2 separate regions of the Oryctolagus cuniculus genome follow, and region 1 is linked to region 2. A link is a contact called in public Micro-C data. All regions are on one chromosome and are shown on one strand. The core of a region is the stretch at or near the end of the contact, and the rest is flanking DNA. Distances in the headings are between cores, read along the strand shown.

The links. Hi-C and Micro-C count contacts between places; a contact is called where the count stands out from the background.
Region 1: a Micro-C map of ear pinna shows a contact between it and region 2, with 2.9 times the contacts expected there. The contact joins the promoter of FLOT2 here to the enhancer-like site in region 2. A contact is called at or near these places in 4 of 6 Hi-C or Micro-C datasets (ear pinna, embryonic fibroblasts, liver and 1 more).

What each region holds. Positions count from the first base shown.
Region 1 is chr17:44,375,167-44,381,258 of mOryCun1.1, reverse strand. FLOT2 (flotillin 2) reads left to right here and starts at 1,515. Exons shown (of 11, transcript XM_002718917.5): 1 at 1,515-1,762. The coding sequence starts at 1,714. It overlaps DHRS13 (dehydrogenase/reductase 13), which reads left to right. Exons shown (of 5, transcript XM_051825400.2): 5 at 506-1,515. The coding sequence ends at 921. It overlaps LOC103351495 (a long non-coding RNA gene), which reads right to left and starts at 1,503. Exons shown (of 3, transcript XR_011383613.1): 1 at 1,366-1,503; 2 at 857-1,052.
Region 2 is chr17:44,236,119-44,242,552 of mOryCun1.1, reverse strand. It overlaps TRAF4 (TNF receptor associated factor 4), which reads right to left. Exons shown (of 7, transcript XM_002718919.5): 2 at 4,478-4,529; 3 at 3,850-3,954; 4 at 3,618-3,779; 5 at 3,377-3,538; 6 at 3,129-3,284; 7 at 1,802-2,930. The coding sequence ends at 2,298. Among named protein-coding and RNA genes, the nearest start is that of TRAF4, 4.6 kb to the right of the region's middle. Within about 2 kb of position 2,077, at least 2 of the 8 cell types and tissues checked have an H3K27ac peak or open chromatin away from gene starts, as enhancers often do. A contact at or near this core is called in ear pinna, where this site is marked.

The DNA.
Region 1 (6,092 bases), core at 266-2,765, 140 kb before region 2:
CTTTTACTCTTGGTGAATAGACTCATCTTTGCCTTTAGGAGATACATTACACCAGGATAAGAGCTGCCCTATCCACAGTGGCATCCTGCATTTTAGGAAGTCACTGCCTAAGGCTCATTAGTAATAATAACCAGGACAATAACAACAATGACATTAGGCCTTAATACAGCTCCACATCCCTAATGTTCAAAACAGTGGCTGGTACACCACAGGTGCGTAATAAATGCTGCCTAAACAAAGGAACAGGGCTCAAGCTAAAAGAAAAGATGGAAAGAGACAGAGTTGTTTCAGGCGCAACCTGGGGGATTCGGCTGTACCAGCAGCTTTGCCGGCGGGAGGGGGTTTCCCATAGGAAATGAGTGGTTGCCTTGTGGAGGCCCTGAGTGCCCGGGAGACACCACCCTGAACAGGATTCTGTCCCCACTCCCCTTCAAGCTTGCTTCCACTGTACCCAGTGCCCTCAGTCCTCACCCTCCCCAACTCCTTTCTTTCTTCCTGCCCACAGGACCTGTGAACTCAGACCTGTTCCTGCGCCACCTTCCTGGATGGCTGCGCCCACTTGTGCGTCCCCTGGCTTGGCTGGTGCTCCGAGCACCAAAAGGGGGTGCTCAGACACCCCTGTACTGTGCTCTGCAGGAGGGCATCGAACCCCTGAGTGGGAGATACTTTGCCAACTGCCGTGTGGAGGAGGTCCCCCCGGCGGCCCGAGATGACCGGGCAGCCCACCGGCTGTGGGAGGCCAGCAAGAGGCTGGCAGGGCTTGGGTCTGGGGACGAGGATGACGACGAACCTCACGAAGACCCCCAGCCTGAGGAGCCCACCGTTTCCGAACCCTCCCCCAGCCCTCAGAGCTCACCAGACTGGTCTAAGGTGACACGGCGAATTCAGGTTAAAGCTGGGCCTCAGTCCCCGGTCTCCTAACCTCCAGGCTGGGATGCTTTTTCCATGGCCCTTGGTGGCCCTTGCACACCTCCTGCTGTGAGCCACCACGGACCCTGGGGCACTGTTTGCCGCCATGGTTACTTCCTGGGGCCTCCGGGTGTGTTCTTTCCCTGGTGGAAGGAAGTAAAGGGTGATATTTCTTCCTGAGAGGGACCGTCCCCCCAGATTGAGCGGGGGCGGGGCGGGGGGGTGGGGGGACATGTCAGACCCTGTTTCTCAGGAATCTGAATTGCAGCTTGCAAGGCCCCACCCTCTGAGATTGTGCTCAGCGCTGGAGCAGGGCCAGGGACTCTGCGACGGGAGGCACTGCCGACACTGGGAGTGACGGAGCCCTCTGCAGCCATCCAGCCAGGCGGCTCAACCACCCCCACTTCACCGAGGCGGGATTGGGCTCTAGAGGGAAGGACTCGCCCCAGGTCTCACAGCTGCTGAGTGCAGGCGCCGGGCTTTGGACCCGGGGCTCCGACGCCAGGGCCGCTTGCCCGCAGGGCGGTTGTTCCCGAGGCGCCTGTGGGAGTGGGGGCGACCCCGCGCGGCTCCCGAGCCCCGAGCAATAAAGCGTGTCGGCCGCGGCGCTCGCGCGCGTCCCTGCCTCTCTCGCCCGGCCGGCCCCGCCCTCCGCCGCCACACTTCCGGCGGGGCTGCGACCACGGAGGGGCGCGGGCGGGCGGCGCTGGGGGTGGCGGCGTAGGCTGGGCGCGGCCGGCGCTGCGGACCGGGTGCTGCCGTCCGCGTCTGTGCGGGCCCAGGGCCCTCCGACCCGCCGGCGCCATGGGCAACTGCCACACAGTGGGGCCCAACGAGGCGCTGGTGGTCTCAGGTGAGGGGCGGCGGGGTCCGTGGGGAGGGGACGGGAAGGGTTGGGCCCTCAGAGGGCGGGGGCCCCGCCGGCTGGGCTCGAGCCTGTGGCGCTGCGCAGGGCGCCGGCACCTGAGACCCTTCCAGAAGGGAGCCTCCCCCATTTTCCTCGGAGGCTCGCCGGCGGCTCTCCCTGCCGCTGCGTGTTTTTTGTTGGTTGTTTTTTTTTTTTCCTCCGCTCCTCTCTCCGCCTCCTCCCCGTCTCGTCCTCCCTACCGCCACACCGTGGGCTTGGGAGTCCCCTGGGAGCCGTGGGGGTCGGGGAGGAGGCTAAGCAGTGGTGCCCGGAACGGGTTAGTTTGGCTAAATTCCAACGCCGGGGGCTGGGACTGGGGCTGGGTCGCGCAGCTCCGATGGGCAGGTGCCTGTGTGGGGAGACGTCTGAGACGTGGGCCGTTTTCTCTGGGTACTGTCAGACCCGTTAATTCTGAGCAAGCTGGGGCTTGCCGGGCTTCCATTCCGCCCTGGAGACGCGGGTGGGGCCTCTACAGGTTGGGAAACCCGGCCCTGCGCTCTGCCGCTCCGATTGCAAAACGCTGCAAGCTCTAGAATTTGTGTCTTGGCGGCGCTTGGAGCCTGTGTTGGGGTGAGGCGGCGAGGGTGTTTCTCGCCCCAAGCCCCGCTGTTAGATTGTGTATTTGGGATGTCTTGGGAGGTGGCTGAATCCTTTCCAGCTGCCAGATTGTGCAGCTCCTGGGTTCTGGGGCAAAGGGCTGTGTTGCCAAGTGCTTGGAAGCCTGCAGCTGTAGGAATTCCTCATGGATTAGGAGGAATACCCACTCTGCTGATTACAGCTGTGTACAGCTGGTTAGGGCTGGCTACTGAAGCGGGTAGAAGGGATTAAGATCCCTGAGCCAGGCCTTACAACTGTATACCCTTGGAGAGATGTGATAAGTCCATTGGGAGCTTTTGCCCCAAAACTTGGCCTCAGACTCAACTTGGATTAAAAATTCCATCTCTGGGGGCCAGTGCTGTGGCACAACAGGCTATCCCATTTCGCAGTGGGCATTCCTAGTCCCAGCTGCTGTGCTTCTGATCCAGCTCCCTGCTAATGGCCTGGGAAAGCAGTGGAAGATGGCCCAAGTACTTGGACCCCTGCCACCTGTGTGGAAGACCCAGGTGAAGATCCAGGCTCCTGGCTTTGGCCTGGCCCAGCCTTAGCTCTTGCAGGCATTCAGGGAATGAGCCAGTGGATGGAAGATTCTCTCTCTCTCCCCCTTTTTTGCTTTTCAAATAAATAAATCTTCAGAAAAAGAAATTAAGTCTTTCTACTGGATGATCCCCTCCAACCCTGACCAGCACCATTCCCTGTGAGGGAAACAGGAGACCCTACCCCCTGGGGACCAAGACCAACTGCCTTGGGGTCAGGAGGGAGGGTCCCAGAAAACACTGAGGCTGTTTCCCAGCCCTCAGCCCCAAGAGAAAGCTTTTACAACCTGAATCTAGGAGCCGGTGCTTGGCATCCCGTGTAGGTGCTGGTTCAAGTCCCAGCTGGTTCACTTCCAATCCAGCTCTGCTATGGGAAAAGCAGCAAAAGATGGCTCAAGTCCTTGGATCCTTGTACCCATGTGGGAGACCTGGAAGAAGGTTCTAGCTCCTGGCTCCTGTGTTCGGATCGGCACGGCTCTGGCTGCTGCGGCCATCTGTGGAGTAAACCAGAGGATGGAGGACCTCTCTGTAACTGTCTTTCAAATAAATAAATACATCTTTTTTAAAAAATGAATCTGCCCAATACTTTTGCCTTTTAAATATTTTAAAAATTTATTTAATGTATTTGAAAGGCAGAGAGACAGAGATCTTCTGTTGATTCACTCCACAAGTGATCACAAAAGCTGGGGCCATGGGAGGCCCAAGCCAGCAGTTGGGAACTCAGTCCAGATCTCCTGCATGGGTGGCAGGAACCTAAGTACTTGAGCTGCCTCACTGCTGCTTCCCAGGGCAGAAGGCTGGGGTCCGAGCTCAGAGTTAGGCACGCCGATTAGGGGCTGCAGCAGCCCGGGACTGCAGTATGGTAACCACTGTGCCAGCTTCCTGCCACAGTGCTTTGTTTTCCTTGCAGAGTTTTCTTTCAGGAAGTCCAGACTCTGGACAGGGGACACGAAAGCTCCAGTTCTCACTCTGTGGAAGGTCTGGAGACTATAGGGGAAGAGGAGCCTCTGAGATGGGCCGCTCCGTGTTTTCGGGTTACTGGGAACCTTTTGCTTGAGCCAAGGTCAATGAAATGCTATAGAGAGTCTTCAGAAAGTTTGTAGAAAATACATAGTATGGAAAAACTAGGCATAGTTTTCAAAAACTTGTTGCAGTATCCACATTGTTCCAAAGCTATTGTAGAGGTGAGCAGAGGGGACTAAAAAGGGTGGGAGGAGAGAGCGAGCGGTTGTGCCTTGGGGTTTGCACCATCAAGGTGAGATGCGGTTCTGTGCTGAACAAGGACTCTCAGGACCGCAGAGCAGCTGCGCCCAGCCCAGCACCCTCCTTGCTCCTTGGCCCAGCCTCGGAAGACGCTGATACATCGCAGGGCCATTGTCTCTGTCCTCTCTTACTACCTTCATTCTTTACAATAAAACTTTCCTTTCTATTTTCAAAAATTTACAGCGGGACCCTTTCTCACTTGGGTTTTTATCTTTGCTAGCTGTCACTAAGATTTAGTGTTTTCACTAAAACTCTGCCTGTCAAAAAAAAAAAAAATTAGTGTTTCCTTTAAGTGTTGACAGTAATCTGAGATAGCGTTAGCAGACTTTTTCCTCACACTCTGCACTTGTTACAGGTACCTGGAAAATCATTATGCTCATTGCTAGTTTGAAATTAAGCTAGTAATTAGATCTATAGCTACATCTTATTTGTGTATATTACTATAGAATACCTTTGGTTGTTTTTAACATTTTGATAACTTTTTTTTTTTTTTTTTTTTGATAGGCAGAGTGGACAGTGAGAGAGAGAGACAGAGAGAAAGGTCTTCCTTTGCCATTGGTTCACCCTCCAATGGCCGCCGCGGAGGCGCGCTGCGCTGATCCGATGGCAGGAGCCAGGTACTTATCCTGGTCTCCCATGGGGTGCAGGGCCCATGTACTTGGGCCATCCTCCACTGCACTCCCGGGCCACAGCAGAGAGGTGGCCTGGAAGAGGGGCAACCGGGACAGAATCTGGCACCCCGACCGGGACTAGAACCCGGTGTGCCGGCACTGCAAGGCGGAGGATTAGCCTAGTGAGCCGCGGCACCAGCCCGTTTTGATAACTTTTAATATCTGTTTCCTTCATTTTTAAAGTAGCTGTTCATTACTTTATTTGAAAGGCAGAGACAGAGATCTTCCATCCACTGGTTCACTTCCCAAATGCCTGCAACAGTCAAGGCTGGGCCAGGCTGAAGCCTGGAACCCACAACTCAAGTCTGGGTCTCTGACGTGAGTGGCAGGGCCCAAGTACATGAGCCATCATCCTCTGCCTTCCAGGATTCACCTTAGCAGAAAGCTGATTGGAAGCAGAATAGCCTGGACTTGAAACCAGGCTCTTCAGTATGGGATACAGGCATCCCAAGAGGCAACTTAGCCACTATATCAAATGTCTGCCCTGTTTTGTTTTGCTTTTAAGATTTATTTATTTGAAAGAGAAAAATTGATCTTCCAGCTACTGTTGGACTCCCCCAAATACCCATAGCTTCCAGGGCTGGGTCAGGTGAAAGCCAGGAGCCAGGAAACTCCATCCTGGTCTCCAACACACTGGAGGGGGCCCACGTACTTGAGCCATCTTCCACTGACTTCCCAAGTCCATTATCAGGAAGCTGGATTGGAAGCAGAGTAGGCAGGACTGGAACTGATACTCTGATATGGGATGCCATTGTCACAAGTGGCAGCTTGACCATTGGTGCCACAACACCAGCCCCTCTTGTGTGTTTTTGTCTGTTTTTATGTTGAGAGGAAGAAAGAAAGGGCTTGTTCCTACACACTGGTTCACTCCCCCAAATGCCCATAGACCTGGGCTGAGCTCGCTAAAGCTGGGAGCTGGGAACTCCGCCTCACTGTCCCATGTGAAATGCAGACACCCAATTACTTGAACTGTCACCATTGTCTTAAATGAACACATACATCTTTAAAAAAAAAAAAAAAGTAAAGAAGAAACCCAGGCATTCTGTTGTGGGACTCTGGCACCTTAACTGCTGGGTTAAATGCCTGCCCTCTTAGGGATTTTATTTCCTGCATCTATAAACCTTCTGAGAAGGGATCCTCAGGCATTGCCAGACCACTAGAGGGGTTTTGGCTGAAAAAACTAAACACCCCCTGCAGAATGTGATCTTA
Region 2 (6,434 bases), core at 828-3,327:
AGGCCTGAGGTCAGCCTGGGGTCACAGCACTAGAGGGTAGAGGGGTGAGCCCAGCTTCCCCTCAAGTCAGATTCTTGGGCCGAAGTAGGTGCTTGATGAGTCCAGCTTACAGTTTGGTGCAGAAACTGCCCTGAGTTCTGCAAAGCAGAATGGAGGGCCAGGCCTGCCAGGTGGGCTGAGAATGGGGCTGACTAGAACTGCATTGCACACAACTTGAGGCGGCACCATGTGTTCTGTATGCACGTAGCCTGTAGGATCAGGGGAGTTTTATCCAGGCTGTCCAGCTCCATTGAGATGCTGGAAGGGTGGTTGCACCTGTTACTTGAAGGCATTTCTCCTGCTCTCTGTGGGGGCCCATGGTTTTCCCTACTAGTTTCTGGGCATCATTGTATGATGGGGACATTTCCATTCTCAGGTGGGCAGTCAGGGCCCTATGTCTTCCCCTAGAGCAAGGACCCTATGGTCCCAGGCTGGCTGGCTGATGGCCAGTCCTGTCACCTAATAATTCATCTCAGCCTTGATGTGGAAGGAAAGAACTACAGCCCTTGGACTTTGCTTCACTAGGGAAGTTCCCATACCCTGGGCCTCTTCTCAGGGCTAGCTGAGAGGAGTACAGCACTTTATGCTGACTGGTTCATTTAATCGTTACTGCAGTCTAGGTAGTGAGCAATATTCATTTTACCTGTGAGGGTTATTTGCCCCGTTGTAGCTAAGTAGCTTGCCAAAAGCAAGAGTAAAGACCCAGACCCAAATCTCTTGCCAAATAGAGGATGCTAGCCTCTAGGGATTGCTGGCATTTAAAACAGCCCAGACCCTGCCCAAAACCAGCAGAAGGATCACTGATAAGCCAGTTCAGTTCTTGGTTCTCAGCTGATTGATGTATGTACAGAAAGCAGAAGAGCTAGGGATGAAAAAGATGGAAAAATCCCAAGTAAGAGCATTGTAAAAAGGGGAAGGCAGGTACTTGGCCTAGTGATTAAGCCATCACCCTTCCCATACTGAGTGCCTGGGTTCAAGTCTTGACTCTGCTTCCCATTCCAGTTTCCTACTAATGTGCACTCCAGGTAACAGCACAAATACTTGGGTCCCTATCATTCACATGGGACCCCCGGATGGAGTTACTCCCTCCTGGCTTCAGCCTGGCCCAGCCCTGGGTGTTGCGAGCATTTGGGGAGTGAACCTACAAGTGGGAGCTGTGTGTCTCAGATAAAAATGTAAACACTTTGTGGAAAAGCAGAATTAAGAAATGATTATTTTGGTGCAAAATTTAATGCATGTGGTGTCTTCAAAGAGTCCATGGGACATGCCTGTTTCGAAAAAATTGGACTCCAAAATATTCCGCACCAAAATACACATTTCCCCAGGGCTTTGGAGTTCCTTAAGCACTTTTAACTCTGCCAGGAACATGCATGATTTCATTAACTTCAGTACAGCCCATTAAGATTGGCCCTTTTATTATGGTGATAAAAGGTATTTCACTCAACTATTGTATTAGATGAAGTACTGCACACAAAGGGCTTAGCAGTGTATCTTCCCAAGAAACTACAACAAGTGGTAGCTATTACCATTAGACCGAAACCTGCCAAGGCAAAGGTGGTAGTCTGGACGAGTCTGGGTTCAGGACCTGTACCCCCTTCATCTCGCCACCAGAGGGCAGCAGCAGGCGGCTGTAGTTCCCTCGGCATCCACGAGAGGGCGGTTCCCGCCGGCAAATGATCCTGAGGGCTGGCAGCACCAGCTTTTCTCTGATCCTTTGCCTTCCGGGCCCTAACCAACCCAGATGAGTCAGGCTGGAACGAAGTTAATAAATACAATCCAAGATTTATTAAAAATCAGGGCTCCCCTGCTGTGCCCTCCTGGTACTAAGGAAATAAATAACCAGAAGGGGCACAGCCAGGGAGGAGAAATCTGATCTCAAGACAGATTGTTTTAACAGCCCCCCCTCCCCTTCCCAACTCCCACCTCCCCCCTATGGCTCTTGGGATATAGCACCTGAGCAGGCACCCCAGTCCAGATAGTGTGGCTGGCACCAAGGCGTGTCTGCCCTGCCCAGGAGAGGAGACAGGCCCTTGGATCACATTTCCAGCCCTTAATGATCCAAGACCTGCTCCGCCCAGGGCCCAGGGCTGAAGCACCAATTGGAGGCACCTGAGGGTGGTGGCGGGGAGACTGGGTAACAGAACCTAGGCAGCAGAAGCAGCTGAAAGAGGGTCCGGCCCCCTCTCCAGAGTCAGCCAACGTCTGGCTGAGGTGACCGCCCATCCCCCTCTCCCCTAGAGCCCCTGCTGGCTCTGCGCTCAGCTGAGGATCTTCCTGGGAAGTTCAACAGAGGCACGGATGAAGACGGCATCATCTCGCACATAGTTCCGCTTTCGGATATCCTGGTGGGAGATGAATTTGGGGTACCCAAAGCCCAGAGAGCTCTCATCCAGAGAGCCACGCCATGTGCCTGGCTTTTGGAAGTTCTTCCAGTTTGGGTCAGGGTGGAAGGTCTCAGTGACGTGCTGTGGCTTAGCCAGCCCAGGGTCGCTCTGATCCAGCAGGGAGAAGGTGACACGGCGGGCAAAGGGCCACTCAAGGAGATTGTCAAAGGCACCCGGCAGTACGCGGATGTAGAGGGAGAGATGTGTGCCCTCACCACTGCCGTTGCCATTGAGGAACGCAGACACCTGCAGCTTGTAGCCGTACTTATGGGTGTAGAAGGCTGGGCTGAAGCACTCAAGGTTCGGCTTGGCCTTGGCCTCCTGCAGCCGCCGCCCATAGCTGCCAATCTTCCAGATGAGCACACCGTCGCTGCCCACAGACAGCTCCTCAAGCTCTCGCCGCAGCTCCTGCAGCTCCTGCCGTTGCCGGCTCACCAGGGCACACATCATGGCCAGATGTGGCTTCACACTCTCCTCCACGTGTCGCGCCATCGCCAGCTTAGGGCACTGTTGGCAAAGCCCCAGGCCGTGGAAGAAGGGAAGAGAGTTATCAATAGGGGAAGGCCCAGAGAGAGGTAGGTGTGCACCCAGGGCGACAGGCAGCTGGCTGTCGGTGAGGAAGACAGGGTGCCAGGAAGCTCAGCCTCCCTCTAGGGGCTGCCGGGTCAAAGCGGGGCTGGATGGGAGGGAGAAGGGGCACCTCACCCTGTGCTTGCAGCCGGAGTCTTTGAACGGGCACAGCACCAAGGCGGTGCTGCAGCTGTCCTTCAGATGGCCTGGCAGGTCCTCCCGGGCCACGGTGCCCACACCACACTGGTTGGGGCAGGGCACAGGCAGCCGTGGGCACTGGTATTGGTGGCTCTGGGGCCGGAAGCAGAGGCGCAGCGGTCAACAGCCTGACTCCCCATCTCCTGCCCCACAGCCCGCAGCCCACAGCTCAGGAAGGCCCTCACCTGGATGGTATCAAAGACAAACTCCTTGGTGCAGTAGGTGCAAGGCTGGGTGCGCTTGGGGCACTCAGAGGTGGCATGCTGGGCCAGCAGCCGCCGCATCATGCGGGAGCCGCACTTGTTCTCACAGTATACGCTCTCTTGGGGGCACATGCCCTCGTGGCTCTGGAAATGCCACAGGGAGGGGCTGAGTTCAGGGCTGCCTGGGCCCACCTATCCCCCCTCTCCCCCAGGCCCCACCTACCTCATAGGCCTCTCCACTGAAGTCGCAGCCACAAAACTCGCACTTGAGGCGCCGCTTGGGGCAGTCGTGCTGCAAGTGCGCAGGCAGATCGCGGCGGCTCAGCTTGGCGGGGCAGCGATTGGGGCAGGCAACTACATTGAAGCTGCAGGTATTCAGGTGGCCCTGAGCAAAGGGCTGCAGTTAGTGCCTGCTCAGGGGAGGGGTGGTCCTAGCCCCTTCACCAGAGCCTCACCTGTAGGTGGCGCAGTGGCCCACTCCAGCGGCAGCCCTCCTCACTGTGGATGCAGCGGATCGGCAGGCCCAACACCTGGACTTCCAGCTCTGGGTCTGGGTAGATCTGGGGGAACTGGCCAGCATCAGAGTCCGCTGCTGTCCACAACTCCCTCCACAGCCCCCGTTTGGCTGTCTCGAGTCTATTTGCCACTCGGAACGCAGGGATGAAGCACACAGCAGGTGGTACGTGCAGTGGTGCTGGATCCCCGCATCACCAGTGTGACCCTGGAGAGGCGGCCCCCCCACCCCCACGTCTCTCACAATCCTCTATTTGCTTCCTCTTGGTAGAGAGATCCTGGCCCTCAGCCACAGGTCTGGCTTGCCACAGGAAGGGGAGGGGGCACTTCTTGTGGGCACAGAACAGCTCTATGCACCCCCACAGGCTGGGCACCATGCCTGCCCTCCAGGGCCAACATGGGCCTTCGTCTGCAAACTGGCCTGGTAGGAGGGAACAGGCTACCTTTGTGGGGGCTCCCGATCCCCAGGCTCTGGGTTGACATTGGCCCAGAGCCTGCTGGCTGCCAGCCTCCAGCCTCCACCAAGGGCAACAGCCTGTACCTGGCATCTGCCTAGCAGTGTGGACTCACCTTGGCATAGTCTAGAGGAAGTTGGTCCTCAGGGCATTTGAAGACTCCTTCACTGGAAGGGGGAGAGTGCAAGGTCAAGGCTCTTGGTCTTAAGAAGGGAGAGCCCTGGGCCCCACGCCGGAGACCAAGGCAGCCTCCCTCCCTCGCCAGACTGCTTCCCAGCTAGCCCCAGCTTAGACAAAAAGGCAAGGAGAGACCCCAGGACCCCAGCCCCTGTCCTGGGAAGGGGGGATTCTGGGGCCAGTGGAGGCAGAGACAGCTGCCTCAGACAGCATTTGCTCAACAGGTGGCAGCTGGCACCCCCTCCCCCAGGATGGCAGCTGGACTGGAAAAGGCACGGGCTGCCCAGCTACCCCTCCTCCTAGGGGTGTTCCCATTGGCTTGTGCTGCAAGCTGATGGGAGGGTGAACAGGATAGGCTGAGACTAAGTGCCAGGACCGCCCAGCACCCATGAAGCTCCTGGGCTAAGAACCAGGGCAAAGGTCAACTTGGGGCCACCTTACCACCTCTCCCCTACCTTCTTAGGGTGTTACTTAAAGGAGAGAAAAGGCATGCTGCCTGGCACTGTTTACATTCCCACCCAGTCCTCAGCGCCTGCCTGAGAGGTGAGCAGGGCTGAAACGTCCCCATTTTAAAGGTGTACCCAAAGAGGCTCACAGGGCACGCAGCACCTGGATATGTCTCACTGCACAGCCGACCATACAGCACCCAGAAGAGACCCAGGGGCAGGAGATGTCTGGGCAGGCACAGCCAGTGTGCTCACTGCAGGACAGGCTTCTAAAGCTTGTTGACCCTGCCCGCCGGCCGGTGGCCCTCCTTCTCTGCCAATCCCTGACTGGCTGACAGCACCAAGGAGCCTGGTGCATGCTGCCTCCTGCCAGCATGCCCTTGGTGACCCCAGCCAGGACCAGTCCCACGTGCCTGATACGGCCCAGGCAGGGCGAGGGCTGACCTGGCAGGACTGCAGGCCCTTGGGCATGGGATTCCTGCCGGGTCTGAGGCAGGTAGGTCGGAGGCAAGCAGGGGCCACGTGGCTTGGTTGGCATTTCTCAGGGCCTTGGACAGCCCATGCCGCAGGTATCCAACGGGTGCATGCACCCACCTCCTCCATGACCCCACCAGTGCCAAGAACAATGCATGCCTAGGCACTGAAGGGGTGTGCCATGCCCAGGGGGCAAAGCAGCCTTCTGGGATCAACCTGAGTAACAGCCCTGGCAGAAGTGGGGAAGAGGGGTGGGAGGGGAGGGTGGTCCACTTGGCTGCTTCAGGAATGTGCTGACTTAGCTGTTTTGGAGACAGGGAGGAGACTGAGGCAAGCCCCTGGGCTTCAAAACAGCAGCTTCCCGTACAGCTCGGGCCCAGCCAGGATAAAGACTCACTGAGGGAAATGGACCCGAGCCTGCCGGGTGGGGGTGACCAAGCCGGACCCAGCCGGCCCAACCACCTCGTCGCTCCAGAGGCCGCCGCAGCAGAGCTCGGGTGCTGCGGGCGGTGGAGGCAGCCGCAGAGGCTGCTCCAGTCAGTGCCGGAGGCCCAGGCCCAGGGGGGAAGACAGGATGGGGGGAGGGGGCTGCGGGAGAGGAAGAGGGGATTTCCGGGAGGGGGAGGGGCAGAAGCAGCGGTGAGGCGCTGAGGAGGGAAAGGGGCCTGACAGCCCCTCCCTCGCTCTTTCCCGAGGCTGTCAGGGTGGGTCAGCTGGGGGGGGGGGGGGCTCAGCTGGTCTCATCTGGAAACCAGAGGGCCAGGGAAGGGCAGTGGCGGAGACAATGGGCCGTGTGTCTGTAGCGGAGTGAAGTGTGTACAGTGCAGGGAGGAGGGGCCGCACAGCAGCAGCCCGTGCGGGAGCATCTGTGAGGGCAGGAGCCCAGGCTTCGGCACGGAAAACAAAGGGCCTGCTGAGGTTTCCGCCAGCCCGAGGAGCAGGGTGCAGCCTCCAGACAGCGGCCGGCCCGGCCCC